Linked DNA regions of Macaca mulatta: region 1 is linked to region 2. The links are chromatin contacts, called in public Hi-C maps. All regions are on one chromosome and are shown on one strand. The core of a region is the stretch at or near the end of the contact, and the rest is flanking DNA. Distances in the headings are between cores, read along the strand shown. Region 1 holds the start of SMIM7 (small integral membrane protein 7). Region 2 holds the start of SLC35E1 (solute carrier family 35 member E1).

Evidence for each region. A called contact is a pair of places that touch in the nucleus more often than the background predicts.
Region 1: a contact with region 2 is called in a Hi-C map of liver, with 2.0 times the contacts expected there. The contact joins the promoter of SMIM7 here to the promoter of SLC35E1 in region 2. A contact is called at or near these places in 2 of 14 Hi-C or Micro-C datasets (fetal cortical plate and liver).

What each region holds. Positions count from the first base shown.
Region 1 is chr19:17,153,954-17,159,869 of T2T-MMU8v2.0, forward strand. SMIM7 (small integral membrane protein 7) reads right to left here and starts at 4,298. Exons shown (of 7, transcript XR_013409175.1): 1 at 4,239-4,298; 2 at 4,113-4,154; 3 at 3,555-3,607. It overlaps TMEM38A (transmembrane protein 38A), which reads left to right and starts at 5,276. Exons shown (of 6, transcript XM_015123230.3): 1 at 5,276-5,474. The coding sequence starts at 5,351. All of the region lies in intron 1 of LOC144336825 (a long non-coding RNA gene), which reads right to left.
Region 2 is chr19:17,063,962-17,070,495 of T2T-MMU8v2.0, forward strand. SLC35E1 (solute carrier family 35 member E1) reads right to left here and starts at 5,029. Exons shown (of 6, transcript NM_001266345.1): 1 at 4,592-5,029; 2 at 4,158-4,228; 3 at 678-815. The coding sequence starts at 5,012. LOC144336827 (a long non-coding RNA gene) reads left to right here and starts at 5,300. Exons shown (of 2, transcript XR_013409180.1): 1 at 5,300-6,020. LOC144336839 (a long non-coding RNA gene) reads left to right here. Exons shown (of 3, transcript XR_013409193.1): 3 at 194-337.

The DNA.
Region 1 (5,916 bases), core at 3,048-5,547, 89 kb after region 2:
CTGACAACCTGACATTCCTGCTCCATCCGAGCCTGTGCTGAACACACCATCTTGCTGAACACGGTTTAGACGAGCCTGGTATTATCCAAACGACGGGGTTAGTTACATGCAGCACAACCTGTATACATGGCTGATCCAGCACAGACTAGAAACATTAAGCGCTTGGTCTGTTTCCAGGAAGTCTGAGAGGCGCTGCTCAGCAAGACCCTTCCCCTAGCAAAGGATCGTGAAAACAGGCCCTCCCACCATCAATAGATGCCAATCAAACGTTACTCACTGCAGGCCACGCACAGTGGTTCACACCTGTAATCCCAGCACTTTGGGAGGCTGAGGCAGGTGGATCACCTGAGGTCGGGAGTTTGAGACCAGCCTGGCCAACATGGTGAAACCACGTTTCTACTAAAAGTATGAAAAAATTAGCCAGGCATGGTGGCGCGCACCTGTAATTCTAGCTACTCAGGAGGCTGAGGCACGAGAATCACTTGAACCCAGGAGGTGGAGGTTGCAGTGAGCTGAGATCACGCCACTGCACACCTGGGCAACAGAGCGAGACTCTGTCTCAAAACACAAAAAAAGGTTACTCATTCCAGGCAGCAGCAGTGTACAGGGGATACAGGAAGAAACGAAGACCAGTGGCTCTGCCCCAACGAGCATATGGGGAGGAGAAATACTAAACAAATATTCCCACGTGACTGCTCTGGTGGGAAAGTTTAGGTGTCCCGGGAACACACACTGCAGAGACCCAACATGGCATGTGCATGGGGAAGGGTGGGAGATCAGAAAAAGCCTTTCCAGCCGGGCGTGGTGGCTCAAGTCTGTAATTCCAGCACTTTGGGAGGCCAAGGCAGGCGGATCAGCTGATGTCAGGAGTTCAAGACCAGCCTGGTCAACATGGTAAAACTCCATCTCTACTAAAAACACAAAAATTAGCTGGGCATGGTGGTGGGTCCCTGTAGTCCTAGCTAATAGGGAAGCTGAGGCAGGAGAACTGCTTGAACCCAGGAGGCGGAGATTGCAGGGGGCTAAGATGTCGCCACTGCACTCCAGCCTGGGCAACAGAGCGAGACTCCACCTCAAAAAAAAAAAAAAAAAAGCCTTTCTGAGGAAGTGCCAGAGCTCCAAGTTCTGACCTCAAACATGGTCAGTTTAACAAACATGAGCTCAAATCCTGCCTCTGTCCTTCTGCACAAGTGATCTGGGCCCATCCCTGCACTATCTATGCTCATTCCCTCTTATGTCAATAGGGGTGTCAGGCAGCTAGGAAGACCTCAGCACAATGCCTGGCACACATGACGCTCTCAATAAATGCAGCCACTATGGTATTACAGTTAAGCCAGGCAAAGAGGATGGAGAGCAAGGAGCAGCTCCCACAGGGGGTGCAGCATCTGGGCCGGAAGGAGACTGGAGAGAGAGCAAAGCAGGAAGCTCCTGATAGAGCCCTGGTGTCCTCCCTGGCATCCCTGTCACTGATGCTCCTGCCACTTTGTGCCAAATCTCCCGCCCACCAGAGCTCTGATTCGGATCTGTACAGTGCAACCCCAGGGCCTGGTAGTGCCTTCCACGTGGTGGGTAACACATGGCTGCTGAGTCAATGTATGAATGGATGGATAAATGAACAGATGGACAGATGGTCTAGTGATTGAGTGCACAACTGCTAGAGGCAGAAAAACCCAGGTTCTAATCCTGATTCTCTCACTGATTTGCTATGTGGCCACAAAAAAGTTGAGCCACGTCTCTGACCCTCAGTTTCCTGATCTGCTTCCAGTTTCCAGTTCCGGGAACTGGAAAGTGACTATTACCTTTTAGGAATGGAGGTAGAATGCAACACTAACAGGAAGCACCTAACTAGGTCAGCACCCAGGGGCAGGCCCCCCAAAAGGAGAGCTGCTGGAGGGTCTTCAAAATCTCAGCTCAGCCACGCATGGTGGCTCACGGCTGTGATCTCAGCACTTTGGGAGGCTAAGGTGGGAGGATCGTTTGAGGCCAAGAGTTGGACACCAGCCTGGTTAACACAGCGAGATGCCTATCTTTACAAAAAAATTTAGAAAATTAGCCAGGGGTGGTATTAACTGCCTGTAGTCCCAGCTAGTTGGGAGCCTGAGGCAAGAGGATCTTTTGCACCCAGGAGTTCAAGGCTGCAGTGAGCTATGACTGTGCCACTGCACTCCAGCCTGGGCGACAGAGCAAGACCCTGTCTCTAAAAGAAGAAAACCTCTGATCCTCAGGGTTCCCCCATCCTTGGGTAGTGCTCCATCATGGCATCCACCGCCTTGACTGTGACGCCACCTCCTCAAATGGCCTTCCCTTCCACACCCCAGCAGGAGAGCAACCCCATCACCATCCTGTGACTCCCTGTTACCTAACATCACCTCTGTCACCATCTATTCCCCGCTTGGAAACCATGTGTCTCACCCCCACGGTAAGTTCCACTCCATCTGTCTTACCCCCACTGTATCCCAGCACCTAGCACAGTAGCCAGCACGTGTTAGGTGCTCAAATACCTGGTGAATGAAAGAATTAATGAATGGATACGACAGTCATGTACAGATCCCCTTAAGACTCCAAATAGCTACACAATTACATTCAGTAGGAAGTATAAATTCTGGGGCCTCTAGGGCCCAGGCAGACGATAGACATATGAAGAGGTTAGGGCTGGGATGAGGCAGAGTCGACAGGCTCCATCTCCTCAGAGTCCTCAACTACACTCAACAGTTGTCAAGAGCTCTTCTGAATCTTGAGTTGCAGAATGTTCCAGTTTTTCAAGAAAAATCAGACATCTGAATTTTTATATAAAATCGCCTGATTAAAAACCGAATGTTGGCATCTAATTTTAAACGTGGCAGGTCTGCAGCACTCTGAAAGCAACAGCTATGTGTAAGGTTGTTCATTCACTCATTCACAGGCATCGGACGACTGGTATGGCAAGGACAAAGGATGGGACAAGCCAAGCTAGGGTCTCTTCTCTGAAGTTTATGGTCAAATGTGAGGGGCAGACATTAGCCAGATGACAGCAAACATACAGAAAATTATAACGGTAGGAAGTGATGTGAGTGCTCACATCAGGGAGGTCTGGTGGGAGAAAGAAGTAGATGACAGAGGTAGGCAGAAAGGACAGCACATTATCAGAGTCATCTCCCACTCACACACACACGCTCAATTAAAGAGAAAACTCGTGGCTCACGCCTGTAATCCCAGCCCTTCAGGAGGCCAAGGCCGGGGGGGGGGGATCACTTGAACCCAGGAGTTTGAGACTGGCTTGGGCAAGGTGAAGAAACCCCATCTCTACAAAAAAAATACAAAATTTAGCCTGGCATGGTGGCACACGCCTGTAATCCCAGTTACTAAGGGGGCTGAGATGGAAGGATCACTTTAGCCCAGGAGGTCGAAGCTGCAGTGAACCATGATCGCACCACTGCACTCCAACCTGGACCACAGAGCGAGACCTTGTGTTAAAAAACGAAAGAAAAGGAAAGAAAACGAGGGTGGAACTTGGCGAAACAAAACTGTCCTCTCTGAAGTGGACCATGCAATTCAAGGGTCCAGGAAGACCTTACCTGTGCTGGGCTCCCTCGACTCCTCCCCAAAGCCCTGCGTGTCCTTCTTTTTCCTACAAAGAGGAGTAGACAGTGTCCACTTTCAATGGGACATACAGGCCTCAGCCCCCTGACCCCCAGCTCAGAAGGCCACAAACACTAAGTTTCAGCCCTGGCCCTGCCGCTGACTTGCTGTGTGACCTCGGACGGTTCAATGTCCCTCTCTGGGCCACCACTGCCCGGACAATCACAGCCAGGTCAGCAGCCACCGACAGTTTACAAAGCGGCCCGACAGTGCGGGTGCAATGCTGAGGGTCCGGGGTTGGGCTATTTCTTGGAGGATGGGTCTTGAGCTCTTCAGGAAGGTGAACAGAGGGACACCCAAGGAAAAGAGAGTATGGGTTTAAGGTCGCTCGGGGGCGAGGAAGATTAAACCATGCTGGAGGCGTGGACAGAGGGCGGATAGGGCGGGGCCTGCGGCTTGGGGGCGGGGCCTGAGAAGTGCGCCGAGATCACGCTTATGAGGGCGGGGTTACGGGTTCCCCGGATGGAGCCACAGTCCGGCCGCGACCTACTCACAGCTTAAAGTTCAGCACTGCCCCAGCATTCATCAGCAACGTCCTGCAGAGGGAGAATTACAGTTACTAGGGGCGCCCCCGCGTCCTGCCTGGCCCTCTCTTCCTAGCCTCTGGTCCCCCTAATTACCCGAACAGCAGGATGTCTCCGATCATCGTTACGGCCAAAGCGTCCGTCAGAACCGGAAGCGGAAGCCCCAGGGAGGGAGGGGAGAGGAGCAGAAGCCGACCAATCCTAAAGCAACACTGGCGAGGGCTGGGCCAATCGAAGATCAAGGTCCCACCCTCTGCAGGCCAGGCGCCCTTAGGGGAGCGCGAGCGCCCCACCTTGCTGGGGAGGCCCGGAGAGCCAGAATGGAAAGGGCAGGGTCTCCTGGGGTTGGGATTGGGTCACGCGTTCGAAGCGTGCCGCGCATGCGTAAGGTCTTGAGTGCCGTAGGGTTTGCTGGGCAGCAATGCCTGTTCACTTTATGGGGTCTCAAATTGGGCTTCTGTTGAAAAGGAATCCTTTGACTCCTGAGCTGCACAGGGTGCGGGGTCCTGACGCAGTGGGGTCCCTAGAAACGGGTGCCCTAACCAACTGGGCTCTAAAATGAGATCCTCCTGGGCCCCATGGGGAACGGGGGTCCCCACTGAGCTGCTCCCAACAAGACACGGGGGTCCTGATTTGCAGAGCCCCACCGAGGACGGGGTTCCTGATCGAACGGACCCTATGGGGCAGGAAAGTCTTGACGGGGCTCCACAGAGGACTGAGGTCCTAACCGATCTCCACGGGGAGCAGGGGTTCTGATTCATGGGGTCCCACCAGGGCGTAGGGGTCCTCATTGGGCTCCACCGAAGGTCGGGGTCCTAATTGAGCCCACGGAGACAAAGTCCTGGCTGATCCGGCCCCCTGGGAACGGGCGTCCCGCGTGCGTGGGATGCCCAGAATGGGGAGCCCCCCAGCCTCCCTCGCCTTGCAGGGGTGCCCCGCACCCCGCCTCGCTGGGCGGAACGGGGTCGCGATGTCAGTAGGGTCAGCGCCTGGGACGTCCGACTGTCCAGCTCCGTCCGTGGTGCTGGGCGTCCCCACAACCTGTCCCGATGTGGGCCGTCGCCCCTCCTCTCCCGCGGGGGCCGGGCCTGGGGTGGCGCCTGGCGGGCGGGGGCGGGCCCAGCTGCGGGGGCGCAGTCGCCGGGCCTCGGGCGGCGGGACGGACGAGACCGGGGCCCCGGGTGGCACCCGGCGGGCGGGCGGGCGCCATGGAGCTGCTCTCGGCGCTGAGCTTGGGCGAGCTGGCGCTCAGCTTCTCACGGGTGCCGCTCTTCCCCGTCTTCGACCTCAGTTACTTCATCGTCTCCATCCTCTACCTCAAGTATGAACCAGGTGAGCCGGGGCGGGGGGCTGAGGGGGCCGGCAGCCGGGGGCGCGGGCCGGGGCAGCTGGGGGTCGCGGAGAGGGGGAAGCCCGTGCGTGGTGGAGGGAGCGGGGGACAGGTTCAAGGATTGCATCGTGGGAGTAGTCAGGCGCGAGAATCATGGGGTTCTCCCACGCCGCCGGGGTGAGCCCGGGGGAGAAGCTTCCAGGACGATGAAGCTGGGGGAAGGGAAGGAGAGGCGTGAGCCCGTTTAGAGGAGGGGGAACAGGTGCTTGGGGGAGGGGTGGAGGAAAGGTCGGGGCTCCTTGTTGGGTCAGAGCTGCAGGAACTTGGGCAAGGGGCGCCGGCTGTGGCGAGGGTGCAGGTGGGGGTCGGTGCAGCTGTTCTGGCCGCGCGCAGGTGTGACCTCCCTCCTTGACCTTGGCACGCGGAGTGGGAGCGCCAGTGGGG
Region 2 (6,534 bases), core at 3,779-6,278:
CCACAACCGCGCCTGGCTAATTTTTTGTAATTTTTAGTAGAGACGGGGTTTCACCGTGGTCTCGATCTCCTGACCTTGTGATCCGCCCGCCTCGGCCTCCCAAAGTGCTGGGATTACAGGCGTGAGCCACCGCGCCCGGCCAAAAGAGCTTTTCTCTATTTTTTTCTTATTGAGCACATTAACTTTATAATAGAATTTTTTTTTTTTTTTTTTTTTTTTGAGATGGAGACTCACTCTTGCCCAGGTTGGAGTGCAGTGGTGCAATCTTAGCTCACTGCAACCCCTGCTTCCTGGGTTCAAGCAATTCTTGTGCCTCAGTGTCTGGAGTAGCTGGGATTACAGGTGCATGCCACAATGCCTGGCTAATTTTTGTGTTTTTAGTAGAGATGGGGTTTTGCCATGTTGGTCAGGCTGCTGTTGAACTCCTGGCCTCAAGTGAACCGCCCGCCTTGGCCTCCCAAAGTGCTGGGATTATAGGTATGAGCCACTGCGCCCGGCCAAAAAATCAAAACGATTTAAAAAGCAAAATGACAAACAGAAAATCAGCAGATGGCAATCAAGATTTTTCTGCTCCAATAGCAAAGAAATTTCGACTCAGCCTGTTTTTCCAATGCCACCAGCTTGCCGCCCGCACACCCCTGAAACCCCATGCACGTCCGCTGATGGTACCCAAATACCTTTTTGGAGAAAATGTTCTGAAGCGAGAAGCACAGCGTGGCGGCGAGGGCGCTGACGAGCCCCCACATGTCGAAAGACAACTCGGTGACGGTGGCCAGCAGGACGCCGCTGATGATGGGGATGAGTGACAAGTACACCTGCAGGAAGAGGCCATCAAGAATTGCCCACAGGCCAGACTAGAGCTGGGCCGCCCACCACAGAGGCCCAGGGAAAGGCCTCTCTCCTCCCTCAGCAAAGGGATACTACCTAACACTTTGAAAATGGTGTTTGCTGTGCCAGTGATGCTCCGGGGGGTGGCTCGGGGCAGGTGGTTATTAGAGCGCCAGAGGCAGGGCTTATTTGTGGGTAGCCCTATTCCCATACGGTCACCCTCATTAAGAGCCTCTGCTTAGGGCCACAGCCCAGGGCTGGTCCTAACTCCACAGATCTATTCAGCTGCCACTGACACACCAGGGCCTGAAGCCCTGATCCTCTGTAAGGCTCCCCCTTCCCTCTTTTTAAAAAATAGTTTTTTTGAGACTGACTCTCACTCTGTCACCCAGGCTAGAGTGTAGTGGCACGATCTTGGCTCACTGCAACCTCCGCTTCCTGGGTTCAAGCAATTCTCCTGCCTCAGACTCCCCAGTAGCTGGGATTACAGGCATGTGCCACCATGCCTGGCCAATTTTTTTTGTACTTTTAGTAGAGGTAGGATTTCGCCATGTTGGCCAGGTTAGTCTTGTAGTCCTGACCCACAGGATCCATCCACCTCGGACTCCCAAAGTACTGGGATTACAGGTGTGAGCCACCGCGCCCAGCTCCCATTCCCTCTTACTTCAGGCTCTTCCAGTATGGTTACTCCTGGCTGGGACACTCCACTGATGCCTTCTCCTCCCGCTGACCTCCTGCCTTCACAAGGAAAGCTTTCTCCAACCCACCTCCACCTTGGGAGGCTTCTGTGCTGTGTTCCCAGGGCCACTGCCTGGGCTTCCCCAGCAGAGAGCTCTCCACCCACTCTTTTTTTTTTTTTTTGAGACGGAGTCTCACTGTGTCGTCAGGCTGGAGTGCAGTGGTACAATCTCTGGCTCACTGCAACCTCTGCCTCCTAGGTTCAAGTGATTCTCCTGCCTCAGCTTTCCGAGCAGCTGGGACTACAGGTGCCTACCACCATGCCCGGCTAATTTTTGTATTTTTAGTAGAGATGGGTTTTACCATGTTGGCCAGCACGGTCTTGATCTCTTGACCTCGTGATCTGCCCACTTCGGCCTCCAAAAGTGCTGGGATTACAGGCGTGGGCCACCGCGCCCGGCCTCTCCACCCACTCTGTTACATCATCCAGTTCCATTAGTGTACAACCTTAGGGCAGGTCCTTGTTCGCTGCTTTATCTCGGTGCCTAGCACACAGTAGGCACTCAATAGCCGCTAGCTGAATGAACGAGTAGCAAACATAGTGACAGAAAGCCTTCAACAAGGTCTGGCATGTGGGGCTAAACGACTCCCAACTGCCAGGATCCACCGGGATCCATTCCCGCATGTCCAGCTCTTCTGACTCTTGGCTCAACCCTGTCCTACCAAGAACACTCTTCACTTTGGGAGGCCGAGGAGGGCAGATCACTTTAAGTCAGGAGTTTGAGACCAGCCTGACCAACATGATGAAACCCTGTCTCTGTTGAAAACACAAAAATTAGCCAGGAGTGATGGTAAGCGCCTGCAATCCCGGCCACTCAGAAGGCTGAGGCAAGAGTTGCTTGAACCCAGGAGGCGGAGCTTGCAGTGAGCTGAGATCCCACCACTGCCCTCCAACCTGGGCAATAGAGCGAGACTCTGTCTCAGAAAAACAAACAAACAAACAAACACTCTTAAGGAGAGGTAGGAGAGGTGGAGATCTTAGGACGGAGTGGTCATGCCACAAGGAGGGCAGAGTGGGGGCTGTGGACCTGAATTCCAGCTTCCCCAATACTGGGCTGTGGCCCTCAGGCACATGATTCTCCCCTCTCAGTCCATCTCAGGAAAACCTGAGATCAGGAATGATGACTACCAGCCTTATCTGCCTTGCAGGGCAGGTTCCAAAAGTTATGATGTCATTATAATTAGTCTGGCTGTCTAACCGGGTCAATTCCCAGTCTTTCCTCACTGTGTGAAGTTTCTGGCTCCTTGCCCAAGCTGGGTACAATGTCCCGTACAACGGGGAAACCTGATAAACACGATGATATCCGGTGATGCAGCTACACACCTCTGGGAAAACTTTGACTTCCCAGGAGCCAAGTCACAGTCTGACATCACCCTGGGGGAGCGAGACTGCAGAGCACACACAGGTCTTGCTGGGACAAAGACAGGCGGGAATTAAAAAAAAAAAAAAAAATCAGCCATAGGTGGCCCAATTTCTATAAGCCGATCCAGGGCACTGCCTTTCTGAGTTACATAAAACACAAGATGCCAAAAACCAACCACTTGGAAAAGAGGCACGGTGTCCAGCATGAAATGGATTCCAGCTGGGACGACAGGCACCCAACTTCCACTTAAGGATACCGGACAAAGCTGTCTCTGGCTAAAGCCATGGCTATTCTTGCCCCAAGCCAGGAAATACCCTGGTTTGGCATCTTGAACCGAATTTGGACTGCGCCCAAAGCATCCTCCTTATGCAGCCCTGAGTCCTGTGTGCTGCTTTCGCTTCTGTTCCCAGACCATCACAACTTCTGGCTGTTTTAATTTCTAAGACTTTGCTGGATTTTGCCAAGATCAAACTCCTTTGATCGTATCTGGCTTCGGATCCCAGAGGTCCCCTGACAGCTCTCTCTTGTAAAGAAGTGAAAATCTAGCCAAGTGCAGTGGCTCACGCCTGTAATCCCAGCACTTTGGGAGGCTGAGGCAGACTGATCACTTGAGGTCAGGAGTTTGAGACCAGCCTGGCAACATAGTGAAACCCTGTCTCTATTAAAAATACAAAAAAAAAAAAATTAGCCAGGTGTGGTGTTGCATGTCTGTAGTCCCAGCTACTCGGGTGGCTGAGGCAGGATAATTGCTTGAACCTAGGAGGCAGAGGTTGCAGTGAGCTGAGATTGTGTCACTACACTCCAGGATGGGCAACAGAGTAAAACTCCGTTTCAAAAAAAGTGTAAACCTATCCCACAGCGTTCTGATCCGTCCCTAGTCCCACTGGAAAGGCCACACATGGGGTGTACGGCCAAAATGTGACCAACCCATTACCTACCAGCAAACCCAGGTAGGGTATGGGAGGAAAATTGTATCTGAAAGGGACAACAGTGTTCCTAAGACCACACAGCAGAGATCACAGAGGTACACATACTCCACACACCATTGCTCACAGCGTGATTCTAGAACTTGAGTAGTAAAAGGCCACTGGAGGCCTCTACACTGACTTCCCTATTTGACAGGAAGCCAGGCAGCCTGCAGACCAGGATCCTGACCACGTCACCAGTTGGCAACAGGGAGGAACCCCCTGGAGGTCCCACCTGCCCAGAGTCCCTGCCCGGGGTTACCTTGGTGCTCTGCTTCTCCTTCATAATGATCCGGGACAGGAGGACCACCCAGATGGGCATGGTGGCCTTGACTGCAAAGAGAGGGAAGGGCACTCAGGGGGCTGCCTGTGTTCCAGGGCCCAACCTGTTCCACCTCCACGGCTGGATGGGAGGGCTTGGCAGCCCCTCAGACCTCTTCACCCCTTCTCTGTCGGTAGGGCTTCCTCCCACCACGGCAGTTGTGGTCTGTCTTGCTTACCTCCCAGCTCTCTTCTCAGCCCCTTTTCTCCCTAAGAATCCTGTGCGTGTCCCTCCCCTACCAAAAGCCTTGGTAGCCCCTCTGCTGACTTCTCAGTCCGGCGGGACGCGCCCCGGGCGGCGCACTCCTTTCCATGCGCCCAAGACCCAAGCTGCGCGCCCCGGCCGCCGCCCCCTAGGCCGGGCGCGGAACCTACCGGTGTGTGCATAAGACACCGGCACCTTCCAGATGCTGACGTGCGCTGACACGGACGCGAAGTACTTGCCAAAGGCGAGCGGCAGCACGTAGCGCGGGTAGAAGCGCGGCGGCAGCAGCGGGCCGGACGACGGATGCGGACTGGGTCCGGGGCCCGAGACGGGCGGCGCGGGGGGCACGCGCCAGGCGCGCAGCAGTGGCGGGAGCCCAGCGCACAGAGCTAGGATGTGGCACAGCGACACGGTCACCGGGAACGGGAAGGCGCTCAGGATCACTTTGTTGACCACGTTGCCGCCCGCGCTCAGCGCGTACCACAACAGGCACAGCGCCGCCACCCGCGCGCCCTCGCGCGCCCCGCTACTGCTGCTTGCTGCGCCCGGGCCCCCAGCACCAGGGCCCGCGCCCACCGCAGCCGCCGCCATCCTGCCCCAGCGGCCGCCCCTTCCCGCCCGTCCGACGGCCCGACGCCGGGCGGGGGCGGGGCTGGGCGGGGGCGGGCCCTCCGGCCTAAGCCGTTTCCCATTGGTCGTTGCCTCTGTGCGTCATCCCACCGCGCCGGCCGACGCGCCAGCCACCACGTCTCGAGTGCAGGCCCAGTCCGCTGTAGATGCGCTTCCGGCGAGGGCGGAGCCGAGGCCGGAAGCGGAAGAAGGGGACGGAGACCTGCATCCAAGCTGTACCACCTGAGACGTGGGCGGTCCCAGTGACCGGGAGCCAGAACTCGAGCGGAACAGGCGAGCAGGAGCGTGGAGGGCTTTGCAGCGTCGGCGTCTGTGCGTGGGCTAAATATCAGGGCCTCTACCAGGGGTACATGGGCACCCCCTAACTAGATTCCTGTTGGCTGGCGGCGGCTGACACCGAAGGTAAAAGACCTTTTGGGGAAAGAAACCAGTTGTGAAAAGCTCTTGAGCTAAACTTCCTCCGCAAACTGGGGCGCACGCGCGTGGCCAAACTCTGGCAGTGGGACTATCCCGGAGCACTCGGTCCCTGGAATCATGTTCTGGAAACCGCCGCGACGTGCGCAGTTCTCGGGCCTGGCCCTCGTATCATCGCACTGAATCCTAGGAACGTCGTGCGGTAGGTATCACCATTCCCATTTCACAGACCGAAGTCCAGAATGGGGAAGCGACTTGTCTTAGGCTTCCTGGCCACTCTGGGGACCGTGGCCGTGGCAGCGTCCTTAGACACCTGTCTCCAAGGCTCGGCAGAAGGGGGAGGTACCGGGCCCTGACGGCTGATGTCCAAGCACCAGCCGGGATGAACCAGCCCCAGGCCCCAGTGAAGGAAAACAAGACGAAGTTTTCAGTAAGATGATCTTATACTAATTCAAGGACTATAATCTGTTCCTCAAATCGTGTACCTCCAATTTTTTCGAGGAAAGGGTGTTAAAATTCCGTTACAGTGTTTCTTTTCTTTTTTTTTGAGACGGAGTCTCGCTCTGTCGCCCAGGCTGGAGTGCAGTGGCCAGATCTCAGCTCACTGCAAGCTCCGCCTCCCGGGTTTACGCCCTTCTCCTGCCTCAGCCTCCCGAGTAGCTGGGACTACAGGCGTCCGCCACCTCGCCCGGCTAGTTTTTTGTATTTTTTTCGTAGAGACGGGGTTTCACCGGTTTAGCCGATGGTCTCGATCTCCTGACCTCGTGATCCGCCCGTCTCGGCCTCCCAAAGTGCTGGGATTACAGGCTTGAGCCACCGCGCCCGGCCCCCGTTACAGTGTTTCTACTTGTTAAATTAGAAGCAGCAACCGGCTGGGTGCGGTGACTCAAGCTTGTAATCCCAGGACTTTGGGAGGCCAAGGCGGGCGGATTGTTTGAGCTCCGGAGTTGGAAATCAGCCTGGGCAACATGGCAAAACCTCGTCTTTGCAAAAAATACAAAAATTAGCCAGGTGTGGTGGCGCACGCCTGTGGTCCCCACTACTAGGGAGGCTGAGGTAGGAGGATCGG